7 separate regions of the Mus musculus genome follow, and all the other regions are linked to region 7. A link is a contact called in public Micro-C and promoter capture Hi-C data. All regions are on one chromosome and are shown on one strand. Each heading gives the region's core, a stretch centred on a gene start, on an enhancer-like site or on the middle of the called end of the contact. The rest is flanking DNA. Distances are from core to core; before and after follow the strand shown. Region 1 holds the start of Ehd4 (EH-domain containing 4). Region 2 holds the start of Catsper2 (cation channel, sperm associated 2). Region 3 holds the start of Map1a (microtubule-associated protein 1 A). Region 4 holds the start of Jmjd7 (jumonji domain containing 7). Region 5 holds the start of Ckmt1 (creatine kinase, mitochondrial 1, ubiquitous). Region 6 holds the start of Trp53bp1 (transformation related protein 53 binding protein 1). Region 7 holds the start of Cdan1 (congenital dyserythropoietic anemia, type I (human)).

Region 1 (3,679 bases), core at 115-2,614, 580 kb after region 7:
GAGGCAGAGAGAGAGAGAGACAGAGAGAGAGGGGCAGAGAGAGAGGGGCAGAGAGAGAGAGAGAGGGGCAGAGAGAGAGGCAGAGAGAGAGAGGCAGAGAGAGAGAGAGGCAGAGAGAGACAGAGAGGCAGAGAGAGAGAGAGAGGCAGAGAGAGAGAGGCAGAGAGAGACAGAGAGGCAGAGAGAGACAGAGAGGCAGAGAAAGACAGAGAGGCAGAGAGAGACAGAGAGGCAGAGAGGCAGAGAGGCAGAGAGGCAGAGGCAGAGGCACAGGCACAGGCAGGCCGATTTCTGAGTTCGAGGCCAGCCTGGTCTACAGATGAGTTCCAGGACAGCCATGGCTACACAGAGAAACCCTGTCTTGAAAAATCAAAATAAAAGTAAAATAAAATAAAATAAAATAAAAATAAACAAATAAATAAAAAACCCAAACCAAACCAAACCCCACCACCACCACCACCAACAACAAAACCACCCTTGCTGCACTGGCAACACCTGAACGATCTTTAAAATGCAATTTTACAACTACTTGCTGAATCAGCTCTGCATTTCCACCAAGTTCAAGAAGTCATTCCCACACAATCTTTCTCCAAACTTTATGCAGACAAGAATCATCTGCAGGCATTTGTTGAGCTGCATCTCTCAACATTTTATTTGGTGGGTCTGTATCAAGAACTAGAGACCTGCATTTTAACAAGCCTCTTGGGTTATTCCTATGCAGCTGGCCTCATTGGCCACACTGAAAATGCGCTAACACTATTTCTCGCTTAGGATACACAGGTGATGGTCAATTATTTCTACTAGTGTCTAGCAGAAAGAGGCCTTTAATTGATCCAGAGTTGAATGGAGGCAGAAGTGTCTGCGCAAATAGATTGAAGTCCATTTTCTCTCCAATTTTTGCCAATTATATCGGTGAGCCTGAGTATCTTCGACAGTAGTAAACAGGGCAATAACCTGCCCCAGGAAAAGGAACTTGTCTGTCAACTTTCTGAGTTTTCTGTCCCCAGTATCCACGTCCGGAGACTTGGGATGAGTCGAGTTCCAGGAGGACAGCCTCCGGTGGTTCATTCTTGCCAGCTCAGACTTGCCCGGAAGCCAACGCCACCTGGCCAGAAGGATGTACCCGGGTAGACGCGCCTGTGTCACCCCGCCTGGACTACACCCTCTCCGGGATCAGCCCTCTAGACCGATGCCGTCATCAATAATTCAAGGATCGCCTTTCCATTGGCTAGAGCTTCCACCCAGTCGCTGGCAAACGCCCAATGAGGAAGGACCTGAGATCGCTGCTGAATAATGAGCGCGCGCCCGTGACGCAGCGGCTGATGATTGGTCGTTGCGGCAGGGGGCGGACCCAGGAGCGGGCGGCGGCGAGAGCTACTGTCGGGCACAGAGAGCGAGCGACGCGGGTTCTGGGGTTCTTACTGAAGTGCGGCGGCGGCGGCGGCAAGTTGTGGGGCGGCAGCATGTTCAGCTGGATGGGGCGGCAGGCTGGCGGGCGCGAGCGCTCGGGCGGCATGGACGCGGTGCAGACGGTGACGGGCGGCCTGCGCTCTCTGTACCAGCGCAAGGTGCTGCCGCTGGAGGAGGCGTACCGCTTCCACGAGTTTCACTCGCCAGCGCTGGAGGACGCCGACTTCGAAAACAAGCCCATGATCCTGCTGGTGGGCCAGTACAGCACGGGCAAGACCACGTTCATCAGGTAATTTGCCTCGTCGGCTCGCTACCCCTCCGCTAGCGCACGGCCTGCCCTCAGGTTACACTCCGAGCTTGGTGGCCCGTCGCCTTCCCGGGTCCCGTTTCCCAAGGCTCCCTCCCCTGAGACCGGCCCCCAGCGCGCTGCGAGCCCCTTCCTTGCTGTTGCCAAGGCCTTCCTTGAGCCTGTCACCCTGGCCTGGGAGTGCAGGAAAGGGAGAGAAGGCAAGGCTCATCATTAGTGCAACCTAGTGCTGAAAGTGATAATGAAGGAATGCGGCTCCTAGGTGGAGAGGTAACCTTCCAGCACAGTGAGAATGAATGAACGAACGAACGAATGAATGAATGAGTGAATGCCACAGTAGGAGTATTGCCATGCCCTAGGTGCCACGTTCCGCCACAGCGGCGGGGCTGCTATCATCCAGCTTTATGGTCTATAGGAAGTTAGCCTACAGTGTAGCTGCCTCACCAGCCTGTGGACTGAAGGGGAGTGTCAGGTTACTGTTTGCTAGTTTCCATTTCTTCACCCTTGACAAACTGAAAATATTTGTCACGGTCACTCTGTCTCCGGAAGCAATAACCGGCTTGCCCTGCAGTTCCAACCACACAGCTTCCTCTAGAGTGACTCGATGAGAAATAATTTACAATGAAACGGACTGCTTTTTAAATGAGGCGTCTATTTCCCTATCTTTGGGAAGAATCGACGTTCAAATCCTTATCAGACGAAGCAAAGTGACTGAACATTTAAGATCTGGATCCTGAGTTTTGGAATTAGAACACTCATCATCATTTGATGTTCAACAGGTGTTCAGAAAACTGCATCTGTCTTGGGGACATGCCATTTCTTTTAGGTATGACCTCCTTTTTTTCCCCTCCTGTGACCTAAAGAGTTCCAAAAAAATAGAAAAGTTGTCACTACAAGAAATATGTTAAATCCAGGCCTGTAGATACACTGTGAATGAACTCAACAAAGGCAATACACTGTAGTTTGAAATGTGAACGAAGAGAGGGGGAAAATAATGTTGAAATTATTTCATGTAATGCTTTTAAATTAGCTGAAAACAGTGTTGAATATGTTAACTCAGAAATGAACCTAGAAATATTACAGTAACTGACAGATGCAAAGGGCTAGTTGAGATGGTGCTTGCCTGTAATCCAAGGACTGGGGAAGCTGGATCATGGTTATTTTGCCTTCCAGGCCAGCCTGGGCTACATAACGCAATCTAGGATAACCCTGACTAGACAACAAAAGACCGTCTTCAAAACAACAGCAATAAGAACAGCAACAAAACCTAGGAAACAAAAACAAAATAAATGGCAAGCAGGTGGTACATTAAGGTCTTGGTAGTCGCAGTTGTGAATTATCAGGATAATATTACAGGAGTGAAGAGAGAACTTTTAAGCTTAGAGCAATAAGAGTATAGCATTTTAAAATGTACTGGTGGCAGATACACAGCAGTCCCACCATTTCCTCCTGTACGTGCCATGGGCCTCACGGTACCTATGCATAATTAGGGAGCCTTTCTTGATTCTGTACTGACCTAGCCTGAAGACAGTGCATTCCTCTGACTGTAGCCTGACTCGTAAACAAGCCTCAGGTAGGAGAGTACAACGCAATTCTCAGGAAGGTGGAGCAATCCTCTTTCCCCGCCTCATATTATTTTGTTATATTCTCATTCTTCTGTGCTTCAGTTTTGAGAAGCTTTGTGGGAGAGGGCTAAAAGGCAGGTTCTGAGATTTGACTCATGGCTCTACTTCTTTTTTTTTTTTTTTTTTTTTTTGGTTTTTCGAGACAGGGTTTCTCTGTATAGCCCTGGCTGTCCTGGAACTCACTTTGTAGACCAGACTGGCCTGGAACTCAGAAAGCCACCTGCCTCTGCCTCCTGAGTGCTGGGATTAAAGGTGTGCACCACCACGCTTGGCTTATGGCTATACTTCTTAAGCCCTTTTTAGAGCTGGAACTCAGTAGAAGCTGCAACCCAGGGAG
Region 2 (3,602 bases), core at 717-3,216, 680 kb before region 7:
AGTCTTGTGGAAAGCAGGCACAACAATTTTTAGTAGAAAGACAAGTCTGAAGTCAGGTGCCTGGGGCATTCAGAATAAAAGGATCATGAAATGAAGGCTAACTAGGCAATAGGAGACCCTATCTCAAAAGAAAAAGAAAAAAAAAAGAGGCTAGAGTAAGAAGAGGTCAGCCTAGAGTGTACAGAGACTTGTTTCTTAAGAATATATATGTTCTCATGTGTGTGTGTTTCAATGGGGATTGGACATGCTAGGCAAGCACTGAACCATATTCCAAAGCCTTGACTAAAAACTCTAATTGTGTAAGAGCCCACAATTCTTCAATTGTATGACCTCCTTCAGACAAAGAAGCCAGACCCAAGCGACACCCCCTCAGTTAACAGCACCATTATGTAACTATGATAAATTCGGAGAGAACACGAATTCTAGAGACATATAGATGCTATCTATAATGTGTAATCAATGTGACTGTCAACCACAGAAGCCTGAACTGAAACACAATTTGCTTCCTGCCTCTTTAGGCAGTCTTCACTACAGGACTTTTGAGTGTGACCATCTAAGTCAGAGAAGCTAGAGATGTTAACAATCCCACTGGGTCAGAAGCAAAGGTAAGTTACAGTGTAACTATCACACTCTGTCTTACTGATACTTTTGAACAGGTTTGAATTAAGGGTCATTGTGCTAGGAGGGAAAAAATATTGACATCCTCTAAACTGTATGCCCTTGTAATAAATAATTGGTAAATTATCCTATCCACTACTCTAAGTGACAAAACTAGAAATCCTATTTGCTCTCCCTTCCCAAGCAAAGTTTTTATTTGGGGTCACACCCACTCGATAGAACTTACCCTTTTCTTAGGTTAAGCAGTGGTAACTTTCTTATCCAGAATGTTATCATTTTCTAGAATTATTTAATACTGAAATTATGATAGGTCCTAGTGAAATAATTCTTGTTGGTTTACTCTTTTAATAAGAGGCCTCTGCAGCTTAATGTAAAATAGTGTAAGCCATGCCATGAACCAACTAATGGCCTGTCTCAAGAAAGCACTTAGGATCTTTCTGCAGCTACAGAGTGACCTTGGTTAGAAACCAATGGCTCTAATGGGGTGGAGACAAAAAGAGAAAAAAAAAAAACCCCAGAACCTCACCACTTAAAAGAGGACCTCTGCCTCCTCTCTGAAGGCTTTGGGATGCCAGCCTTGTCTGCAGACCTGGGGACACATACACTGACTCACCTAGATACTGAAAGATAGACCGGAGGGGGAGGGGATGGGAGAACCCTCCACATAGGAAGTGCTGCAAGAACGCGGAGGTAAGGACGTGGCCCTACCCTGGAGTTTAGGCTTTCTGCTTTCCGGATCTGCCCCCGTCCCCACCCTACCTCGTCCTCACCCCACCCCCCACCCCGGGCGGAGCGCCTCCCGGTTCCCCACCGACTGGCAATGAGGCAGCCGCAGCCAGGCCTGCTAGATAGTGGAGGGCGCCCGCGCTGCGTAGGCCCAACCGCTCCCGCGCCCAGCCGGTCCTCCGGCCCTGATCCCGCAAAGTGGCCTCACCAGGGGGCGAAGAACTCGACTAGCATGAGCCCCGCCGAGCCCGTGTCGGAGACGCGACTCTCGAAGTTTTCGTCCGTCAGTTCCAACACATCGGAGGCGGCGGCGAGACGGGCCGAGGCGAGCAGCAGCGCCACGCCCGGGAGCAGAGCTAGGCAGCTGAAGCGCATGGCGGCGGGTCGCGGTCGGAGGGCCGGGACCGGAGAAATGAGATGGGAGAGCCCGCAATCTGCAGCCGCTTGCCTGCGCTCGCGCGTCTGGCCCGGGCAGACCCGCTGCCGAGGTCCCAACCCCCTAGGCCTGCTCGGGGCCCGCAGTGTGGCAGCCGCCGATTGGCTGCGTCACGCAGCGTCGGGCGGGCGGAACAGCTGGTAACTGCCGATTGGCGGGCGCGCGGGGCGAGGCGGGGCGGACGCTTAGGCGAACGCCCGCCGGTCTGGCTGTGGCGGAGGCCTGGACGGGGGGTCGGTGGGAAGTAGGGGGCTCAGCGAAGCCGGAGCGGCCCTGAGCGCCACCCGCTGGGGAGGAGTGAAGCTCTGGGCGCCGGCGCGGAAGGCGGAGGGGTGAAGTCAGGGCTGAGTGGGCGGAAGTGAGGCCCGCGAAAGGGCTGGAGGGGAGCTTGAGCTGTCTGTCCGGCTCCCTCCCTCCGGGGCATTGGGGCGCGCACGCACTTGAGCGCACCGCGACACGTTTTCCAAATGTCAGGCTGTTGCTTTGTCCAATTATAGGGCGTAGTAAGTCTACATCCTGCCGCTGCCCTACCTCGTATCCTGCTTTGTCAGGTCCACGTGAGGTCTGTATTCTTTGTCCAGCCTTAGGCCTCTGCCCTCCCTGCCTGCTGCTCCCCCCCCCCCCATTGTTGTTTGTTGGTTTGTTTGAGAGGGTGGGTAGCTGAGGATTGAGCCCAGAACCTTGCACATTGCTGGGCAAGTGATCCAACACTGGATTACATCCCTAGTCCTCTTTTGACTTTTTGAGTCATGTTCACACCAAGGTGTCCAGGCTGGCCTTGACTTCATACTGTAATCCGCGAAGGTCTAGAACTTTCCATCCTCTGGCCTCAGCCTCTCGAGTGGCTGAGACTGATAGTGTGCACTACGTACTAATAGGCACAGGCTCAGCTTTCACCTTTTTTTTTTTTTTTTTTTTTTTTTGAGGCAAGGAGGATTGGCTGCCCTGGAACTCACTATATAGACCAGGCAAATGTGGAACTCAACAGAGATCCACCATCCTCTTGAGACTGGAATATCTGTCTACACTGCCTGCCTTTTAAACTGATTTTTGTTTGTTTTTCAAGATAGTTTCTCTGTGTAGCCCTGGCTGTCCTTCACTAGGCTGTCTTTGAGCTCTGAGATTTGCCTGCCTCTATCTCCAGAGCGCTGGGATCCAAGCCATGGGCCACCTGCCTAACATTTAAGCCTAATTTTCAAAAAGAAGTGTTTAATTACAAATGCTGTCAGAAAGTGAAAATAACCCGAATATTTAGTTAGCTGTGAAGATATTTCTTATGACTTTTGTTTTTGTTTTTTTTTTGTTGTTGTTGTTGTTTTTGGCTTTTCGAGACAGGGTTTCTCTGTGCAGCCCTGGCTGTCCTGGAACTCACTTTATAGACCAGCCTGGCCTCTAACTCAGAAATCCGCCTGCCTCTGCCTCCCAAGTGCTGGGATTAAAGGCGTGCACCACCACTGCCTAGCTTCTTATGACTTTTATGTCTTTTGCTTAGATGAAAAACAAAATCCGTACCGAACAACAACAAAATACCTTTGAGTCTTTCAATGTGTTTATTCTTAACTGCTCATAGCTTTTTTTGTGTGGGCTTCTTGAATCTCTAAAAGGCAAAGAAGCTGGGGGAGGAGAGAGCCTGCTAATTGTAGTATAATTCTTAAGCATGACATCCTTGGTTCTACTTTCTTAACAGACATGGCACAAGAACAAGGACATTTCCAGCTGCTCAGAGCTGATGCTATCCGTTCAAAGCTCATTGACACTTTCTCGCTCATAGAGCATTTGCAGGGCTTGAGCCAAGCCGTACCAAGGCACACTCTCCGGGAGA
Region 3 (3,353 bases), core at 796-3,295, 560 kb before region 7:
GAAGCAGGTACGGTGGTACATGCCTACAACTCTAGTACTCAGGAGGTAGAGGCAGGAGGATAACAAGTTTGATTGCATCCTAGACTACATGTGGACTATAGAGTGAGATCCTGGTTTTTTTGTTTGTTGTTTTTTAAAAGAAAGTTATATTGATTGGTGTGTCAACATTTACAATAATATGGCCAGATGCCCAACACCTTTATCAAGGGACGTAGGACTTTCCCAACTCTCTCCGTAGACACCTGCAGTAGAATGCTAATTAAGCTTTTATCGCACATTTCTAGACGAGTTCTCCCACCCATCAGACCTGATCTCAGAATCAAGCCTCACAAATCGAGGAGACCTTTGTCCCAGCCTGGCTCCCTGGGTGCTGATCTGATCAGCCCTAGGTGGCAGCCTTCTGTTCTGCTCTGAAGATCTGCTGGCTAAGCCAGGAGGAAACAGAAAAGAATCCTGGAAGGTGGGCTGTGAGAAATAAGGGTCTGGGGAGGTGAATGAGGCATTCTGGGATGTTTATAAAGAGAAGCAAGAAAGCTGGGGTATGCAGAAAGGGAACACAGAGGAAAAGCTTTTACCTGCGAGTGGTTTGATCACTTTCTTAGTGCTTGTCAGCTGCTGTGTACAACAACGTTTTTCCTGACAAAATTATGCTCTACCATCATATTGAGTGGTTGCAGTGTGTACTGGGCATTATCCACAGCATGTGTAAATAGCTGTGGAGCCATCAAAAGTCCCTCCCTTTTTACCTACCCAATCCTCCCATAAGGCCAGTTCTGGCCTGGATACTGGACCCAAAGGACTGAGACAAATAACCCTAGTCCTAACCTTTGACCTCTGAGGAGAAGTGAGCTAGGTGCCGGGTAATGAAGAGTCTCAACTGTTGGTTCAAGTCAAAGGATGATAAGTCAATATTCCAGGAGAGAATCCCTGTAAAAGAAAAGGGGGAAAAAAAATAAGAGGGTTCTAGTCAAAGTCACCCACAGAAAGCATTGCCAAGCTCCTGGGAGAGGAAAGAAATGGGAGGTGATGCCTCCAAGAAGGATAGCTAGTACCTGCTTTTTCCCCTTTCCAGAGGGCAAAGAGCAGAGTTTAGAATGGGCTTACTAATAAATGAGCTTGGAGTTTTTGTTTTTCAAGGCAAAACAGTTACGGTAGAAGTGACACGCAAGGGTCTATTTCCATATACTGTAGGTTTCCATAATGATCCCTCTTGCTAAATCAGATTCTAGATTCTCCTATGCCCCCTCCCTTGCCTCCATCCCCTGCTTCCACCCGCAGGTGGCTCCGCAGCACTGCGCCACAGGCACGGCTGAGGGAGGTGAGCTGCAGAGCCACGAAGGTCACTCTCTAAACTTGGCTGCCAGCATTCAGAGATTTGAGATGTGTACCTCGCGTTCAAAAACCTCCCCTAAAGAAGAAATTGTAAGGTAGGGACATGGACTTTTCAGGGTCTGATGAGGACTTTCGGATATATGGTCCAGTGGCTTCGGGAAAGGGGTGTGACCAGAGGGACCCCAGGGTCTCCACGGAGCTTCTCCTGCTCCTGCTCCGGGACACTGCGGAACAGAATGGGGTATGCAGAAAGGATGGGCAAGCAAGGTGTTGGCAGCTCGAGAGGACAGAGGCACATTCATGGAAGATGCAGGTGACAGGGTCGCAGGTTTCGGGAAGTGCACATAGAGATAGAGGAGACAGAAATGTGCACTGGGAGATGAATGCAGATGGCGGAGAGGCATGGATGGAGTACTGCGTAAAAGCCAGGAGAGCGGCTCACCTTGTTCAAGGTGGGCCCGCACGGCCCTCAGCTGACTCTCTGTACCGATATCGCCGATCACGATGAGCAAGGAGTATTTCCGCAGGTCCCAGCGCGCTGCCGCTACCGCGGCACCGGCCTCGCAAAGAGGCTCCGCCGGGTTCTGAGCTGGCGGTGCACCGAGGCTCTGGAGCCCCAGCTCCGGAGTTGTCTCCATGGCAACGCTGCCAGGCCGCGCGGTCCCGGCTTCGGTCGCCATGGAAACTCCCGCGGAGTGTTAGGCTAGCTGCGTCCGCTGCGGGGAGAGTGCGCGCGGTTCTTAAAGGCCGGCGGCAGGAGCCGTTCATTGGTCACTGCCTTCTAGGGGCGGGGCTGAAGCGCCGCAGGGGCGGGGCGGGGATGCGGTGGTTGTGCCGCTATGGGTGGTGGCTGCAGTCATCCACCTGCAGTTTTCCTGACCAAGTGCCCCTCTCCGACTTGAGCCAGGGTAAGGGTTCTGCGAGACCCAGCCGAGGGCGGAGTCCAAGGCGCGAGAACAACATCCATCTAGTTAGGCTGTGTCTGCGTTGAGCACAGTGTGGGAGGCAGTTCCGCAGCTTCTCTCGAACCTTGGGGAGCCATCTTGCCCTTCGCTGTCTCGGGGTTTCTATCGTGGTCTCCATCTGGCAATTATCGTTGTCTCTATTTTTCCCCCCGCCTCGCTGCATGCCAGGGTCTAGGTTACCAACCTGGGTTTCCCCGTCCTTGCCCCGAGCTCCGGGCGTGGTCAATCAGGCTGCGCAGTATTGGAGGGGACAGGATGACCTTCCTACCCTGAGTCCCTGGAGAGTAGTTATTCCAAGGATAGTGGTTGGCTAGTCTCCATATTTGCTGAGTGCAATGAGCTCAGACTGCAGCAAAGAGTATTTGAGTAAAACCCAGGAAAGACTTCCCAGCTACTAGGGATGTGACACAGTGGATAAATTTAGGAGACCATGTAATTACTGTACAGAACTGAATTAATATTCTCTGTCTTTCCCTCTCCTTCTCTCCATCCCTTCCTTTCCTTCCTCTCCCCTTCTCTTGCTGAACCCCCAACTCCCCATTCTTCAAAGACTCTCCACCACTACAGCTGATCTTACCCTGAGTCATTCTGTTGTGTGCATCAGAGAGAAGGCCTGTGTTTAGGCTCCAGTTATACTTGCTTTTTCTTCCATTTACCTTGCACTTTGGAGATGGTAGAAGAGAAGAAAGGCTACGGAGATGATTCAGTTGGTAAAGTACTTCCCTGGCAAGCAAGTGTTCAGGTTCTCAGAACTGTAAAAAAAAGCCAGGCACAGCGGTGAGCACTTGGAATCGCAGAGATGGTAACTAGGAGGGAGAGACAGATGAATCTCTGGAAGCTCGCAGGCCAGCTATACCATTGAGAGACCCTGGTATCTATAGTACAAAGAAGAAAAGGGTGTCTGAGGGACACCACTCCAGGTTGTCCTCTTGCACTCACATGTGCACACATGAAATCCTACTCCTTAAAAGGATAGAAAAGAGGTAATAGCTGATACCTCAAGCCTGCCAGTGAACCACGTTCTGACTGTTAAGTACCTCACAGAAATCTTAGCCC
Region 4 (3,474 bases), core at 628-3,127, 700 kb after region 7:
AAGTGACTCTGTGTAAACTGATGTGGAGGCTCACATCTGTAAACCCATCACCTGGAAGGTGGCATCAGGAGTATCAGATCAGCAAGCTCAAGGCCATCCTGTGTGTGTATGAGTGTGTATCTGTTGCTTTGCCCCATACCAATCCGGCCCTGGGCCTGGGCGTCTTTAAGTCCTGTTGATTCTACCCGTTGTCTCTCAAAACTACCTTTGCTTTCCCTCTGGTGCTCTGGGTCCAATGTCAGGCTTCTTTTCCTGACCATCCCTTTTTAAACTGTCACTTGTTAGGAACAATCTTTATCTCCTTGCCGAGTTTTTCTCCACAGATTTATCATTACCTGACCCTGTGTATTTTTTTCATGTTTCTTTTTTTTTGGTTTTTCGAGACAGGGTTTCTCTGTGTAGCCCTGGCTGTCCTGGAACTCACTCTGCAGACCAGGCTGGCCTGGAACCACAGAGATCCTCCTGCCTCTGACTCCTGAGTGCTGGGCCACCATCACCTGACCTGAACCTGCCCTTTTCCAGCCTTTGGGTTTTCTATAATTATGCTGGTTTTATTTGCTCACCATTTCCTTTAGAGGGTGGGTGTTTTTCTCCCCTAAAGCTTCAAAATGAACTTCAAACAATTCCTTTGACCCAGCAATTCTGTTAAGAATTTGACTGACAAAAATAAACATAAACACAAAGTCTGCTCCAAGCTCAGTCCACACTGCTTCCTGGATATAGCAGGCACACCCGCTCTGAGGGTTTAGCTGACCCATCAACCGTCCTCCAGGGCAGTGCTTCCTAATGCTCTACCCTTTAAGACAGTTCCTCATGTTGTGGTGACCCTAGGCTGTAACATCATTTCGTTGCTACTTCATAACTGTGATTTTACTAGTTATGAGTCACAAGATAAATGTCTGATGTTCAGGATATCTGACATGCGACTGCTCTGGGGTCTCGACCTCATAGGTTGAGAATACTGCTCTAACCACCTGTGTGTGACACAGCCGGTAAATTGACAAAATTGTGCTTGATCAATTGCTCTCCCTCTGTGTGTGGGTGTGCGCATGTGTGGTGTGTGCCTGTGTATGCATGTGTGGAGGCCGTTGACATTAGGTGTATACCATTCTCCACTTTATTTTCTGAGTCAAAGTCACTGAACCTGGAGCTCAGCAGTTGCTAAGCTGGCAGGCCAGGGAGCCCCTGGGGTCCTCCTGCCTTTCCCTCCCACCTCTGGAATCCCATCAGAAGTCCACCATCACCACACCCAGTGTTTTCTGTTAGTGCTGGGGATGTGACCCCAGATCATCATGTGCTTAAGAGCTTTACCTACCCACTTAGCCATCTCTCCAGCTTGTTTAATGATGGGGTAGTGAGGACCAGAGGAAGAAGAAAGGAAACACACAAGATCAACTGGGCGGCTGCCTACAATCCTCAAAGCTTGGAGTCTGAATGAACGAGGGAAGTCGCCTGCTTCTCTCCTCAGAACCCACCAGCATCCGAGATGTTTGAGGTGAAAGTATAGCATGGCAGCGCACGGGGACTCAGCACCCCGCTGGCTTTGAGAATGGCACCATGACTACCGTCAGAGCTGTGCTGGGTCTTGAAAACTACAACTGCACCCCACGAAGGCAGCCAGGCGTGCGATCCTGAGCTAAGGAGCCGTCCGCCAGCTAAAGAAGGGTACACACAAAACTGTGTGGCCACCGGTCGGACACTCATGCACACTGAGTTCCAGGGTGCCCAGGCTCCCTCCGCGCTGTCCTCGCGCGGTCGCTGCTGCCTGTGAGAGTGCACTCACCGCGAGCCGCCGCCGGGAACTCTTGCAACGCCCTCCGAACTGCCTCCAGAGCCGCCTCCGCCATGACGGCCGCGGGACAAGAACCCGCCCCTATTTCCGCTCCAGGATCGCAGCCCCGCCCCCGTTTCCGCCCTCTAGGAGGTGCAACAAGCGGCGCTCTTCTCAGAATTTGCTAGCAGGTTAACAAATGATTGTGTTTATTGACAATTTCATACATCCGTACAAACGAAACGTTAAAACAGTCCCACCCCGTACAGCCGGGGAGGAGACAGGCGCCACAGTATAAAAGTTATAAATAAGGGGCTTTCAAAACTGGGATAGGACAAATCTGGACATGGGCAGCAATTGCCAGTGGCCTCAGACATGCAGAAGAGGACAAAGTGCCACAGGCCACAAGACCCCACCCATGCAGGGTAGTGGCGCTTTCTCTAGAAGGGCAGGCTGGCATAAAGACCTCTAAAACCTGGTGGAGGTCAGGGCAGTGGGCCGACTTCTAACCCCCACACTGCCAAGGGGCCCACCTCAAGTGGCTTCGGTTCTTTGGGCTAGGAGTTTGACTATGCGTGTGGTAGAAAAATGGGAACACATGGTTTGGGTATTCACATGGTTTGGGTATACTCAACACTCAGGTTGAACCAACAAAGCTAAGCACCCATTAAACCTAGTTTCCTGCTAGCCTCTGCATTCAGAGCTGGGAAGTGGCGTTGAGGTTTCGACAGGTTTGTGTTATCTAAACCTGGTGAAATGTCACTACTCTGCCTTCCCTGATGCAGAGGAAAGGAGGGCCCAGGCCCAAAGACATACTCACTCCAATTCTGCAACCACCTCACCACTTCTTCCAACATACAGCTTCTCTCTCTTTTTGCTACTCTCTAACCGTTACCTTAACTCTATCCCTACCTCTGCCACCTACCTGTCCGGCTATTACTTTTCCAGTGGTCTCTTGCCCAGTGCCTTCATTCCACAATCTCCAGTGTCCAGTATTTCTGGGCACTCAATACTGCCTTTGAAAAGAGCCTCCTCCATGAGCCAGGTGACCCATAGGCCATCTCCGGTCAGCCTGGCTGTGGACACCACAACTCCAGAATTTCAGTCTAGTGTATCCATCCCTTTTTGTGTTTAGTGTACCCATCCCTTTTTGTGTTTCTGGATCAGAATTCCAATTAATCCAGGCTAGTGACGCTGAGGCAAAAATGTGAGGAAACCAGGTGCATACCAGCCAGGCAAGTGTTCTAAAATGAGCACTCAACTGTGCATATGATTTGTGTGTGTGTGTGTGTGTGTGTGTGTGTGTGTGTGTGTGTGTGTGTGTGTGTGTGTGTGTGTGTGTGTGTGTGGCCAAGGTTCTAGGAAGGTGGGCCAGTGCCCTGTAAACCATAAGGGTACTCCCAATACAGGTTTCTGATTGCGCATTGCCCAGGATGTAGGGAGAAAGTGGTCCCCAGGGATTCAACAGTCTGCTGGGGACCAGGGATAGAGAACAAGGAAGCCTAAGGGGCTGAGGAAAGTAGGCCAGGCTTTGCTGTCTGCCCAGCAGAGGGGTTTCACTGTCCTGCAGCAAAAATCCCACAACTAGCTCCACAAGGGGGAAAAGGGATGGGGCCAGAAAAAACACTAGGGCTCTCTTGCAGGGAACATGGGATTGGAATGTGGGGGCTCAGTTCCTGATACCAACTCAAGTTTTCTAATGG
Region 5 (3,280 bases), core at 370-2,869, 630 kb before region 7:
CTCCATTATCCAGACTCTTATCCACTACGTCCTCCTATCTGCTATACTTCAAGATATGCAATTCTTTCTCTTATCAATATACAAAGCTCAGCAGTCTAACCCTGAGTCAGGAAACAAGGTGTAATGATTGGAGATACAGAACATTGTGCACAAGGCTGCACATATCGGAAGTGTCACATTTGGCTCACTTTACTGGCATCAAGGTCAGTGGTGTGCTTCATTGTTCTGGGGTCATATCCATTATGCCGCTCTTGGATCACAGGGTCAAACAGTTCAGCAAATACCTGAAAAGGAGTTAAGAGGAAGAGGCGATTATAAAGAAGAAACACTTGAGTTGTAGATTGATATCACTGGATCAGAACGTTTGAGTATAGACAATCCAGAGTCTTGAGGGAACAGACATGAGGGATCTTTAGGAGGAAGGAACTGGGATTTCTGAGGGGCCCCCTACCTCATAGGTCTCCTCATCTCCAGCCACCATGCCCACAGTCTTGATGAAGGGGTGGCCAGGGTTGTCCACTCCAGTCTGGATGCACTGATCTAGTGTCCAACCAGTGGGTGTGGTCTTGTCGCAGAGCCGTGCATAGACTGCTGGGGTCAGGTGACTGGCCATGCAGTTGTTGTGCTTTCGGAGGTCTGGGTACTCAGCGCTGGGAAGGGGGTACCCAGTAACCATGGAGGGAGGGCACAGGAGCCTAGACCTACTGATGTCAGCTGGGAGCTGTCCAGTGAGCCATGTCTGGCTTTGCTTATTGGAAGGAGGGGGAATTAGAGGTAGGCTAAATCTTGATAATCTCTTCAGGGATTTCCAGGGTCTTTTCTTTCCTAATAGTTCTAACACCTCAATTCCCCCTTGTCTACAGAGTTGCTTTTCTCTAGTGAGCATAACATTAGAGATGGGGGAGGGGAGAGACTCAGGAGAATTCGGGAGAACAAGGAGAATAGGTCGAGATTAAAAAAAAAAAAAAAAGCTTCTAGTCATCCAAAAAGGATTTGGGCAGTGGGTGAACCTAGAATTTGCAAAGGTAAAGCTGGTGTGGAGGCAGTGACATCGGGTGACATGTCCTTAGACATGTTCTTCCATTACAGGGCTAGGATCTCCAAACTGTACAGGAAATCCATCTTCGAGGCCTATCTTTTGCTCAGGTTATCCTCTCTACCTGTTCGGTTCCCATCACCACCACTACCACCCCCAGCCCCCACCTCGTGCATCTCAGGCTCTAATACCTCGGGGGATACAGTCTCCTCCGTTCAGCAGCGGCAGCTCCTACAGATTCCGGGCGGAGCAGAATCCCGGCGGTGAGAGACCCAGCTCCAGCCAAAGCCAGGAGCCTGAGTCCAGGGCGGGCAGACAGCAGACGGGAGAAGGGACCAGCCATGGCTTGGGGATGCGGCTACAAAGATTCAGAGCAGGATCTGGCGCAAGTCAGGAACTAGGAGGGAAGATGCAACCGGGTAGAGAGAGGACGGAGCTGGGTCGGAGACTGGAGCCAAAATAGGGGTCACGATGAAGGCTGAAGCTGAAGTGGCAGCCGGTGCCTACCAGGCTGCAGGAGAAGCGCAGCGAAGCAAGGAGCCAGCCAGAGCAGAGGGAGGCCCCAGCCGCAGTCTCCAGGGGTGGGGCTCACTCAGGCTCCGCCTTCCCGCCTGCCACCGCGCTAGGTGTGCGGGGGTGGGGTTGGGTAGCACTAGCCAGGTAATTAAGAAGACCGGAGATTTACTCCCTGAGGCTGGAGACAGACGCCCACCAAGGATGAGGGTGGTCAGATTTCAGCACTAAGTAGAGGACAGCACCACAGGGATTCCCGAACCTGAAACCCCCCTTCTTTCATACCCTCTCTGTTTAAATCTGAAACCCAATCCGTCTATTTTCTGGGTTTTAGGGGTGGGGGTGGGGAGGTTGACATTGCCCAGCCTCTTTTCTGAATTCGATCTGCACGCCATCTCTCCATTTTCCCCAGGAGAGTCAGCCGCAGGAAAACCACAGAATAAACAGATAGAGGAGGAAGACTGAGCGAGCTCAGGGGAAAGACAGCACAGCCTCAAGGTCACCTTCCCCTAAGAACCAGGAAGAGCACCAGGGAACTCCCAGCTACACCTATGCTTTCCTAATAAGATTGAGAAAGGATCCCTTAAGAATCAGAAAGCTATTGGCTCTTATCCTGTCTATTCTGTCTCCCAAACTCACTGCCTCCAAGTCTTCAGCTTGGCTATTTCCTGCCTCTCATTGGGGACCTGCTTTTTTTTTCTTTTTTTCCTCTACTCTAACCCCTGCTTCACCTTTGATCTTTTATTTCTCTTCTTCTTTTCCAGGCTTAAATCTGTTTGCTGTTCGAAGGACTCTTCCTGAGTAGTGTCTGAAAGCCTACCTGTTGATTGCTCTGGGTGTGGGGCTGGGGTTGGGCAGGGAATGGTGAGTTTCTTCTTCCTTCTCTTCCTTCTTCTCTGCAGCTGGCAGTTCCTGGACTGGAGGGGGAATATAAAGAGAGGAGGAGGGTGTGGTGAGATGACTGGGTGTGGAATGGAACAGGCAGGCACAGGTCTCCCGAACCACTCGTGCTTCCTCTCTTGGCTTGCTAAGGCAGTTTAATCTGGAGTGTGAAGGCTGGTAGTATCCAAGGGCATAAGGTCATCAGGGAGTCTCTGTCTTCTTCCTGGTCCGCTCTCTCTTTTGCGAAGTGCATACTCAGACTCAAGAGGGTTTGTTTCCACAGCTACGTGCTGGGCTAGGAGCAACTTGACTTTTATTAGTGCAGGAAGGGGAATGAAAGCTGAAGCTGAGATAGAGACCTGAGGTTTGGGTGCGGAGGGCCAGCCAAAGCAAAGCAGACATATTGCCATTAATATGTCTACCTTCAGCTTCCTGATGTTCCAGAAGACAGTAAGATATTTGGAAGTTGTAAGAAAGTACTTGGGAAAAAGAATTACCCTTCATAATCCCCACTGGCCCAACTAATATACATTCCTTTATTTCCCTCAAGTCCCCACCCCATATGTCTCCTTTCTGACCTTTCTCATTGGTGAGTATCCTTAGAAAGAATCCATTTCACTTTTGGCTCCATTACTTAAGCCTCTTCTCTTGGTAAAATAACACATTTTCCAAGAATAGAGATCTACTGGTGGAACTTCCTTATTTTTGGAGAGGGAAAAAAAATGTTACCTGTGCTGTGGGTGTTCATTATCCAGGTTAAGGAGTAGGTATGAGTAAGTGAATATAATTACTTGGGATGGTGTATATTTACCCAGATAAAAGGAGGAGATAGTCTTCGAGAGCAATTGG
Region 6 (3,718 bases), core at 368-2,867, 540 kb before region 7:
TCTCTTAACTGCTGAGCATCTTTCCAGTGCTTAGTTTTATGAATTTTGACAAACACATTTTTTTAAAACATCAAAGTAATCAGAAAGACCTGGGTCTATGTCTCTCTAGGGGAAGAGAGCTGCAGTTGTCATGGTGGCCCTGAGGAGAGGGCTCTGTGGGAGTCAGCTCAGTCTGCCCAGTCTTAGACCTAGTTGGTCTCCTTCCTCTCAAGCTAAGCAGACTGATACACTTAGTGCTCTGCTATAGTTGAGGTCGGCTTGAGGTGGGGTCTTTTTTTTTTTTTTTTTTGATTGCATTGATTTGATGTCTAGTACTCAGTAGAGAAACTCAGGAGTCAATCATGAATGATTTTAGGATTAAGAGGTAAGATGTGTCTCTGTGATTTGGGTCATTTTTGCTCTACTTGTAAAACATTCTAGGATTGGAATTTTAGTTATAACAATAGATCCTAAAATTTTCAGAGCGATTTCGTTTAAGCTGATCCTTTTGTTCCCACAAGTAATGCGTATGAAGACAACATGCTTTGATTTTTGGGTTAGGAGAATATGATCACTGTAATTTATAGCAGCAGAGAGGAGATTGGCTGGTAGGATGCTCCTCTCTAAGCTTGGCTTATTTCAAGTGCTAAACTGGGCATTTATAGAAGTTGAGAATCATGTATGGGCTGTGCCTAAATAATTCTGAGTCTGGAGTAGAGAAAACCGCCTCCATTTTAATGCCTTCTATGTATATTCTTGGCACTGTGCTAGGTGCTTTCCCTCCTGACAGCTGCTTGGTTAGAATTCTAGCCCAGATCCAACGGCTCTTTAAATTAAAATGACAGTGAAACCACATATGTATCTTGAGCTCAGTTCATTAATAGTTGTCACAGCTGCCACACCCTTTATAAGACCCTGACACCATGATTAGGATAATTAAATCTCTGGGCCTGGATCCTTTAGGTCATTGAGTTAGTAGGGGTGACAGCTGTTCTCTTTGCTTCTAGTTTGAGGATTACAATGCTCAGTTCGTTCAATGGGAGGTGCAAAGCGTCTGGGGCTGCTGCAATTCCCTAAAAGAAAGGGCAGAGAGAGACAAATAGGGAAGCTTGAAAGGGAGTGGGAACACGAAGACAATATAAAACAACAAAATCAAAACTGCCAGAGACATAGAGTGGGAAAACGGAAGCCTTTAAATTCAGGCAGAGGTCTACAAATGGGATCCTGATCGACACTGGCAAACCCCACAGAGGCTTCTCTTCCATTTCACCATTTCAGAAGTACTAGCTCTCCTCAATTCTCCTCCTCTTTGCCCTTTCTTTGAAAATCCAGGAGACTCTCCTTTTCCACGGAAGTCAGTGAAGGGGCCGAAGCCCTCAAGTGTGAGTAGTGAGTACCCCCGTCCTTCAGGCAGGGGTTTTTATTTCATGCCCTCTTAATGTCCCTTCGGTTCAAGGATACTGTCATGCTGGCTGTATTAGGGGGAGGGCCTGCGACGTCCATGCTACCATGGAAACACGCCGCCGTGTTCCTTTTCTTACGCTGGGGGCGGGCACTTCACCTCAGCCACCTATCATCCATAGGATTTCCTGAGTGGCAGACAACAGCAGCGAATGGGCGATCCGATATTGCGTGACGTGACGGGAAAAGGGGGAGCTCGCGGCCAGTGGCGGCGGTGGCGACAGTGGCGACCTGGGGATCGACCTGGAGGGGCCTGGGCAGCGTGCAGAAACCTCTAGATCCAGCGCGAGGCACCTCTCGCCGGGATGCCAGGTAGTGCTGCGAGCGGAGCCGAGCTAGCGGGCCGCAGAGGCCCGGGTGGCGGGCTTGAAGGGCTGGCCGCCTGGAGGGGGCGGGGTGGCAAGCATGGCGGCGGTGACGGGGACGGGGTTGGAGGGCCGGGGAGGGGGTGGGGAGGCAGCCGCCGCGGTGGTCCTGAGGCCGCATGAGGGCCGTGGGCTTCCCGCCCGCCGGGGTTGCGAAGAGGTCTTCCCGGGGCTCAGTGGCGTCAGAACGCGGGGAGAGTTGTGTGGGGGATGGAAAGGGGCGGGGAGAAGAGGTGAGGAAGGAAGCGTGTCTGAGGGAAGGTGAAGAGAAAGGAGGGAGGGAGGGGGAGATCGAAGGATCCAGAGGCGCGGTGGTAAATAACGGAGAAATGAGGGCTGGGGAGATGGCTGAGAAAGTGCTAAGAGCGATTGCAAATGTGGGCTACTGGGTAGCCCTAGAATGGTCCCTTTCTCGATCTCACACTTCCGCCCCTTTATTTAGTCTCAGATTGTGTGTGGAAAGCTCAATAGGGTTACTCTTCGAACTGATCTTTTGTTATTCCATTCCAGGGGAGCAGATGGACCCTACTGGAAGTCAATTGGATTCAGATTTCTCTCAGCAAGACACTCCTTGCCTGATAATAGAAGATTCTCAGCCTGAAAGCCAGGTTCTGGAAGAAGATGCAGGCTCTCACTTCAGCGTGCTATCTCGACACCTTCCTAATCTGCAGATGCACAAAGAGAACCCCGTGTTGGTGAGTGAGTGATGATGCCCTGTTCAAGTTATTATTTTTTTCTGACCCCCCTACACCAAACTAACCCAGAAAATTAACGTGTTTAGTTGATTGTTAGCTTTTGGATAAAGTTGGTGGGGAACGAAAAATGAAATCAACGTGTTCTCACCCACAGAAAGGTCCCTGTTGTACTACTTTGTGTACTGTGAGGATCTTATGTGCTCATGTTTTCTAGGATATTGTATCAAATCCGGAACAATCTGCTGTAGAACAAGGAGACAGTAATAGCTCATTCAATGAACATCTGAAAGAAAAGAAAGCTTCAGGTGAGCAGTTGAAGGCTTGGCTCTCTGCAGTGTTTAAGGTCCTGTGGGGGCAGAACGATTTAAACATGCAGTTGAGATTATGTGTAAGGAAGCCTAGTTTGTTATCTAGTGTTCAGTAAGCCTTTGGATACCCGTGATTAGTTTGGTGTTGCCTCCATTTCTCAATTTGTATTAAAATTTGATGGCAAATGTCTTCTGTGCTAATATCCACCTCCTTCTGTCTTTTTCAGATCCTGTGGAGTCTTCTCATTTGGGTACCAGTGGTTCCATCAGTCAGGTCATTGAACGGTTACCTCAGCCAAACAGGACAAGCAGGTAAACTATTGTTTCAGTCAAAGGAGTTGATTTCAATTTACTATTCGATCGACTCTTATCTGTACCTGCTGATTCATCCCAAAGATAAAGATATTAATCTTGTTTTGTGAATTGGGGAGTGGGATTTGGGGATTCTATAGGTAGTTCTGTTTTAGGACTGAGAGCTGGGATCTCTTTTGTGAAGTAACACTTCGTTCAACTCCTACAACTTCAAATTGTAATGTATACCCTAAAGAGTTTTCAAGTTTTACAGTGTCTTATGCATATCAGGATGGTGGTGTCCTCTGTGTTAGGCCTGCTACTGACTTCTGACATAATCTTAAGTTAATTCTATCCTTAAGCAGCTGTGCAGTAAAGACATTGTCCCCAGTGGGGTACTGATGGGCAGGGACATTAAAGCTTTACTATGTTCAGGGAGAGCCAGCCCTTCCTTCTCTTTCTTACTATTCTGTTTCTCAGGCTTCTGCCCGGTTCTTCTTTGGTCAAAGAACACAGACAGCCTTAGTAGCCTTGAGGAGGAGGCTGAGGCTCTGGTTAAGAGAGAGGGATGTTAGCCTGACATGTCTGCAACTGTGCTTTACCTTAGAGTGTTTTGTCT
Region 7 (3,730 bases), core at 64-2,563:
AGTCCGCATGCAAACTTTAGTGCTATTTGTGTGATGGTTTGGATTTCAAAAAGTGAAAACTATTTCCTAAACTACTAAAGTGTTACAGAAGTGACAGACAACCAAGAGAAGGCCATTTTGGCTAACTTAGACGCTAGGTGAACACCAGGGTTCAGGGGTCTGACGTGCGTGTTCAAGCTGACTTTGATATTCTTCTGTCTCTGCCTGCCAAGCACTGGGATTGCAAGCATCCACTAAATCCAGCACAGAATTAAGTTTTCAAAACTCCCTTTTCTTCTCCTTGGCAGTATGCTAGAGGGATTCCTGCTCCATCTACTGCCTATCACCAAGTGGTCTTCCTTTGAATGAGAGGAACACAGGGCCAATACACTGCTACTTTGTTTTGGAGGAAACTATAGATCCTATATCTTGATTTTTTTTTCTTTCCTTTTACTAAGGAGTATCATCCGAAAGCCTATTATATTTTTCAAAATAAGGGACCTGACAGGAAGTGTAGCCAGAGGGTTAACCAGCCAGTGTGTGTGGAGGAGGGTCGGGGGAGTGTGTCTAGGAATGCCATACTCTTCCAGAAGCTAATCATGAATCCTGACCTCTCAAGTAAAAGAAGTTGAGATATTCCCCTGCTGTAAACTCTTTAATACAATACGTAAGGGATTCAATACAAGTCTGATGGACATTTGATGATTTTATAACATGCCTCAGCATGAACTCTGTCCTCAATTGTCAGTTGATGAAAAAGTTGGCCAATGGTAAAGAGTCAGCCTTTTGAGTAAAAGAGGGGAAGGGGTGGGGAGCTAAGTAGGCCGGGCGCACCCCTTTAATCCCAGCACTCCGGAAGCAAAGGCAAGATAATCTATGAGGTCGAAGTCAGCCTGGTCTACAGAGTGGCCAGGCTATACAGAGAAATCATGTCTCAGAAAAAACAAAAAGGTCAAAACACAAGGTTACTCACTTTATTTTGGTTGAGGAGGGAGTGACTCAAAAAGCTCTACAGTCATGGTCTAAGGCTGTGCTTATGACAGGTGTCTGGTCTCATAGGCTGGTCTCTTAGAGTTGGTCACTTTTCCTGTCTGGTCCCTCTTTCAGACCCGGGTCTCCTCAGGCAGTTCATCTTATCACATTGCTCCAGGGGCCAGGAAATCAGAGAAAGGCGCCTCGCCGCCCTGCAGGCCTGGCTGGCTGGGCAGATCTTCCCGGGCCGCCAGAGCCCCACCCCTCAAGGACCCGCCCCGTCGTCCAACGGTCGATCCCGGTCGCCGGCTCCGCCCCTCCCGGCTGCCCGTGGCGCGAGTGCGCCTGCTCAGTAGCCTCAGAGCGCCTGCACAGGGATGGCGGCCGTTTTAGAGTCGCTGCTGCGCGAAGAGGTGCCGGTCGCAGCCGCCGTGCGGTGGATCGCGCGCAGCACCCCGAGTTCGGAGGTAACAGTGCGGACACGCCCTCAAGCCTGCCTGGAATGTGCTTCCCGCGGGGGATGATGCTTCAGTCCCTTCTCCCAGCCTGCCCTGCCTGACGGCCCGCGCCAAGGGCGCTCGCTCCTCTGCGCGCCGCTGCCGGGCCGCCCACCCTGCGGCCTCAGCCGCTGACGGCCCGCGCTGTCAGCTGACGCTCTCGCCCCGCGACCTCTGCTTCTTCCTCAGGATAGCTCCGAGGTGGCCGCTCTGAGCGCACTTCGGCCTCTGCGGAAGGAATTCGTGCCGTTCCTGCTGAACTTCCTGAGGGAGCAGAGCAGCCGGGTCCTCCCGCAGGGCCCCTCAACCCCCGCCAAGACCCCAGTCGCCTCGGCAGCCTTGCCAGCGAGGCAGGGGGCCCCGGCACGGGGTGGCCGTGGGGCGCGCAGCCAGCTTTTCCCTGCAGCCGAGCCCCTCAGCGCCGCCGCCGAGGCACCTCTGGCCCGCCGTGCGGGCCGCAGGCGGGGTCCGGGACCGGGGCCGTCCCGCGAACGAGGCGGTCGGGGCTCCGGGGCCGCGGAGGAGGGGGCGAGTGGCGAGAGCCCGCCTTGGGCCGGAGGCCGGAAGCCTAAGGGCTCAGGCAGCCCTGGCAGCCCCAGACTGTCGCTCTCTGATCCGCCAAACCTCAGCAACTTGGAGGAGTTCCCTCCCGTAGGCACCGTTCCTCCGGGCTCTGCAGGGTGAGAATCGGTCCTTATTGCAAGATGTTCGCTAAAGCCGAGCTTGGTGCCCCACAGTAGAGTGCGCGATGGTTAGAAGGTTGAGGGTGAAGAAACCACAATGGGGGAGGGTTTAAAAGGGGCCCAACTGTTATGGATGGAATGATGCTTGAAGATAGAAAATTGGAAAAAAACAAAAAACTGTGACTACTCTCAGCAGAACGAAGCCTTCTCGAAGGATCAACCCAACTCCGGTGAGCGAAGAGCGGTCACTGTCCAAGCCCAAGACCTGCTTCACCTCACCCCCAATCAGCTGTGTCCCCAGTTCCCAACCCTCAACCCTGGACACTAGCCCTTGGGGCCTTGGCCTTCCCCCAGGGTGCAGAAGTCTGCAAGAGGAGCGGGAGATGCTCAGGAAGGCGCGGTATGGCTTTGCCGCCACCTGGGATGTCAACTTCCTCCTTATGCGGGACTTGCAGGGATTTTTCCTGAACTTGATTTCTCCCTTCGGGATTCTGGGTTTGCTTCTTGGGCTGTTGATGTCTTCTCTGGCAGAACCTGAATGTGAATGTCGCTGGTAAAGCCAGGCTGATTAATCATGACATCTCCTCCTGTTCACATAGCACCAAGCAACTCCAGCAGTCACCTACCCCAGCCTCTCCCATCCCAGAATCGGGGTCTCCGGTTCCCAGCAGGACAGGAAACCTCACCGCAGAGCCTGCCGACCCGGCCAGAGTGTCTTCTCGACAGCGCCTGGAGCTGGTAGCCCTTATCTACTCCTCCTGCATTGCTGGTGAGTGAGCGCAAAGGGGGCTGCGGTGGATATGCTTGCAAACTACAGAGTAAGAGAGTAGAGGAGGCGCAGAGCCTTGGCCTGCTTGTCAGTGGTACGATGGTATGGCATTTCTCTTTATAAACAGAGAACCTAGTACCAAACCTTTTCTTGGAGCTTTTCTTCGTCCTTCAGCTCCTTACTGCTCGGAGAATGGTGGCCACCAAGGACAGTGACCTGGAATCAAGTCAGGGTGCCCTAGGTCAGTAAGCAAGTCTCACTTTGAGAAATGATGTTTGCAGGTGGGACAGTTCTTAACTAACGGTTTGTTGTTGACCTAGATTCCCTGGACACTCCCCTGTTTCGTAGCATCCATGATTGCGTCTTCTTTGCAGTGCAAGTTTTGGAGCATCAGTTTCAGTGAGTTTTCTAGCTGTGACATTTGAGTCTTATATGTCTGTTTCTAGCCGTGTGGGATGTGCATGCCTTTGCTTAATAGATACAGTTGCCCTAGACCTTACCTGTAACCTTTTGTTGAGGGGGAGGAGATTGTGGTTGGTTTGGTTTTTTTGTTTTGTTTTGTTTGGTTTAGTTTTTGAGTCAGGGTGATACTATGTAGCCCTTGCTGGCCTTGAATCCCCTAAGCAGAACAAGCTGGCCTTAAACCTGCATAGATTTTCCAGCCTGTGCGTCTCAAGTTCTGGAAATGAGGGCATGCACTACAACTCCTGGCCCATCTGTATCATTTGATTTTGTATCAAGGCTGAGTTTATCCTCTAAAAAAATAAATAGCTGGGTTTGGTGCTAAGCAAGGATTGCAAGTTTAAAGACCTGCCCAGGCTGCAGAAAAT

What was found. Promoter capture Hi-C pulls out the DNA fragments that hold promoters and counts their contacts. Hi-C and Micro-C count contacts between places; a contact is called where the count stands out from the background. Capture Hi-C pulls out chosen DNA fragments and counts their contacts.
Region 1: a contact with region 7 is called in a Micro-C map of embryonic stem cells, with 5 times the contacts expected there. The contact joins the promoter of Ehd4 here to the promoter of Cdan1 in region 7. A contact is called at or near these places in 1 of 39 promoter capture datasets (hippocampal neurons), 1 of 484 Hi-C or Micro-C datasets (embryonic stem cells) and 1 of 115 datasets of contacts at active chromatin or transcription factors (embryonic stem cells).
Region 2: a promoter capture Hi-C map of liver shows a contact between it and region 7, with 3 times the contacts expected there. The contact joins the promoter of Catsper2 here to the promoter of Cdan1 in region 7. A contact is called at or near these places in 4 of 39 promoter capture datasets (erythroid cells, hippocampal neurons, liver and 1 more), 1 of 484 Hi-C or Micro-C datasets (embryonic stem cells), 1 of 115 datasets of contacts at active chromatin or transcription factors (kidney) and 1 of 9 other capture datasets (pancreatic islet).
Region 3: a promoter capture Hi-C map of liver shows a contact between it and region 7, with 3 times the contacts expected there. The contact joins the promoter of Map1a here to the promoter of Cdan1 in region 7. A contact is called at or near these places in 5 of 39 promoter capture datasets (the 3T3-L1 cell line, hippocampal neurons, liver and 1 more), 1 of 484 Hi-C or Micro-C datasets (embryonic stem cells), 2 of 115 datasets of contacts at active chromatin or transcription factors (embryonic limb bud and large pre-B cells) and 2 of 9 other capture datasets (adipose tissue and liver).
Region 4: a contact with region 7 is called in a promoter capture Hi-C map of liver, with 2.5 times the contacts expected there. The contact joins the promoter of Jmjd7 here to the promoter of Cdan1 in region 7. A contact is called at or near these places in 2 of 39 promoter capture datasets (hippocampal neurons and liver), 2 of 115 datasets of contacts at active chromatin or transcription factors (cardiomyocytes and double positive thymocytes) and 1 of 9 other capture datasets (liver).
Region 5: a promoter capture Hi-C map of liver shows a contact between it and region 7, with 5 times the contacts expected there. The contact joins the promoter of Ckmt1 here to the promoter of Cdan1 in region 7. A contact is called at or near these places in 7 of 39 promoter capture datasets (embryonic stem cells, fetal liver, hippocampal neurons and 3 more) and 2 of 115 datasets of contacts at active chromatin or transcription factors (large pre-B cells and pancreatic cancer cells).
Region 6: a promoter capture Hi-C map of pre-B cells shows a contact between it and region 7, with 3 times the contacts expected there. The contact joins the promoter of Trp53bp1 here to the promoter of Cdan1 in region 7. A contact is called at or near these places in 3 of 39 promoter capture datasets (liver and pre-B cells), 2 of 484 Hi-C or Micro-C datasets (embryonic stem cells and pre-B cells) and 3 of 115 datasets of contacts at active chromatin or transcription factors (astrocytes, bone marrow-derived macrophages and pancreatic cancer cells).

What each region holds. Positions count from the first base shown.
Region 1 is chr2:120,152,260-120,155,938 of GRCm38.p6, reverse strand. Ehd4 (EH-domain containing 4) reads left to right here and starts at 1,364. Exons shown (of 6, transcript NM_133838.4): 1 at 1,364-1,699. The coding sequence starts at 1,464.
Region 2 is chr2:121,412,156-121,415,757 of GRCm38.p6, reverse strand. It overlaps Catsper2 (cation channel, sperm associated 2), which reads left to right and starts at 1,966. Exons shown (of 13, transcript NM_153075.3): 1 at 1,966-2,342; 2 at 3,468-3,602. The coding sequence starts at 3,470. It overlaps Pdia3 (protein disulfide isomerase associated 3), which reads right to left and starts at 1,856. Exons shown (of 13, transcript NM_007952.2): 1 at 1,553-1,856. The coding sequence starts at 1,719.
Region 3 is chr2:121,288,294-121,291,646 of GRCm38.p6, reverse strand. Map1a (microtubule-associated protein 1 A) reads right to left here and starts at 2,045. Exons shown (of 7, transcript NM_032393.2): 1 at 1,775-2,045; 2 at 826-927. The coding sequence starts at 2,012. It also overlaps a transcript of Trp53bp1 not described here.
Region 4 is chr2:120,025,886-120,029,359 of GRCm38.p6, reverse strand. Jmjd7 (jumonji domain containing 7) reads right to left here and starts at 1,877. Exons shown (of 8, transcript NM_001114637.1): 1 at 1,784-1,877. The coding sequence starts at 1,847. Mapkbp1 (mitogen-activated protein kinase binding protein 1) reads right to left here. Exons shown (of 30, transcript NM_011941.3): 30 at 1,957-3,474. Gm28042 (predicted gene, 28042) reads right to left here and starts at 1,877. Exons shown (of 27, transcript NR_104353.1): 1 at 1,784-1,877.
Region 5 is chr2:121,356,949-121,360,228 of GRCm38.p6, reverse strand. It overlaps Ckmt1 (creatine kinase, mitochondrial 1, ubiquitous), which reads right to left and starts at 1,619. Exons shown (of 9, transcript NM_009897.3): 1 at 1,228-1,619; 2 at 452-650; 3 at 189-284. The coding sequence starts at 1,379. Gm33947 (a long non-coding RNA gene) reads left to right here and starts at 1,410. Exons shown (of 2, transcript XR_374934.4): 1 at 1,410-2,047; 2 at 2,314-2,414.
Region 6 is chr2:121,269,306-121,273,023 of GRCm38.p6, reverse strand. It overlaps Trp53bp1 (transformation related protein 53 binding protein 1), which reads left to right and starts at 1,617. Exons shown (of 28, transcript NM_013735.4): 1 at 1,617-1,752; 2 at 2,316-2,500; 3 at 2,715-2,805; 4 at 3,036-3,120. The coding sequence starts at 1,746.
Region 7 is chr2:120,729,100-120,732,829 of GRCm38.p6, reverse strand. Cdan1 (congenital dyserythropoietic anemia, type I (human)) reads left to right here and starts at 1,313. Exons shown (of 28, transcript NM_026891.2): 1 at 1,313-1,418; 2 at 1,638-2,128; 3 at 2,325-2,531; 4 at 2,731-2,900; 5 at 3,028-3,141; 6 at 3,221-3,299. The coding sequence starts at 1,329. It overlaps Ttbk2 (tau tubulin kinase 2), which reads left to right. Exons shown (of 16, transcript NM_001024856.2): 16 at 1-14.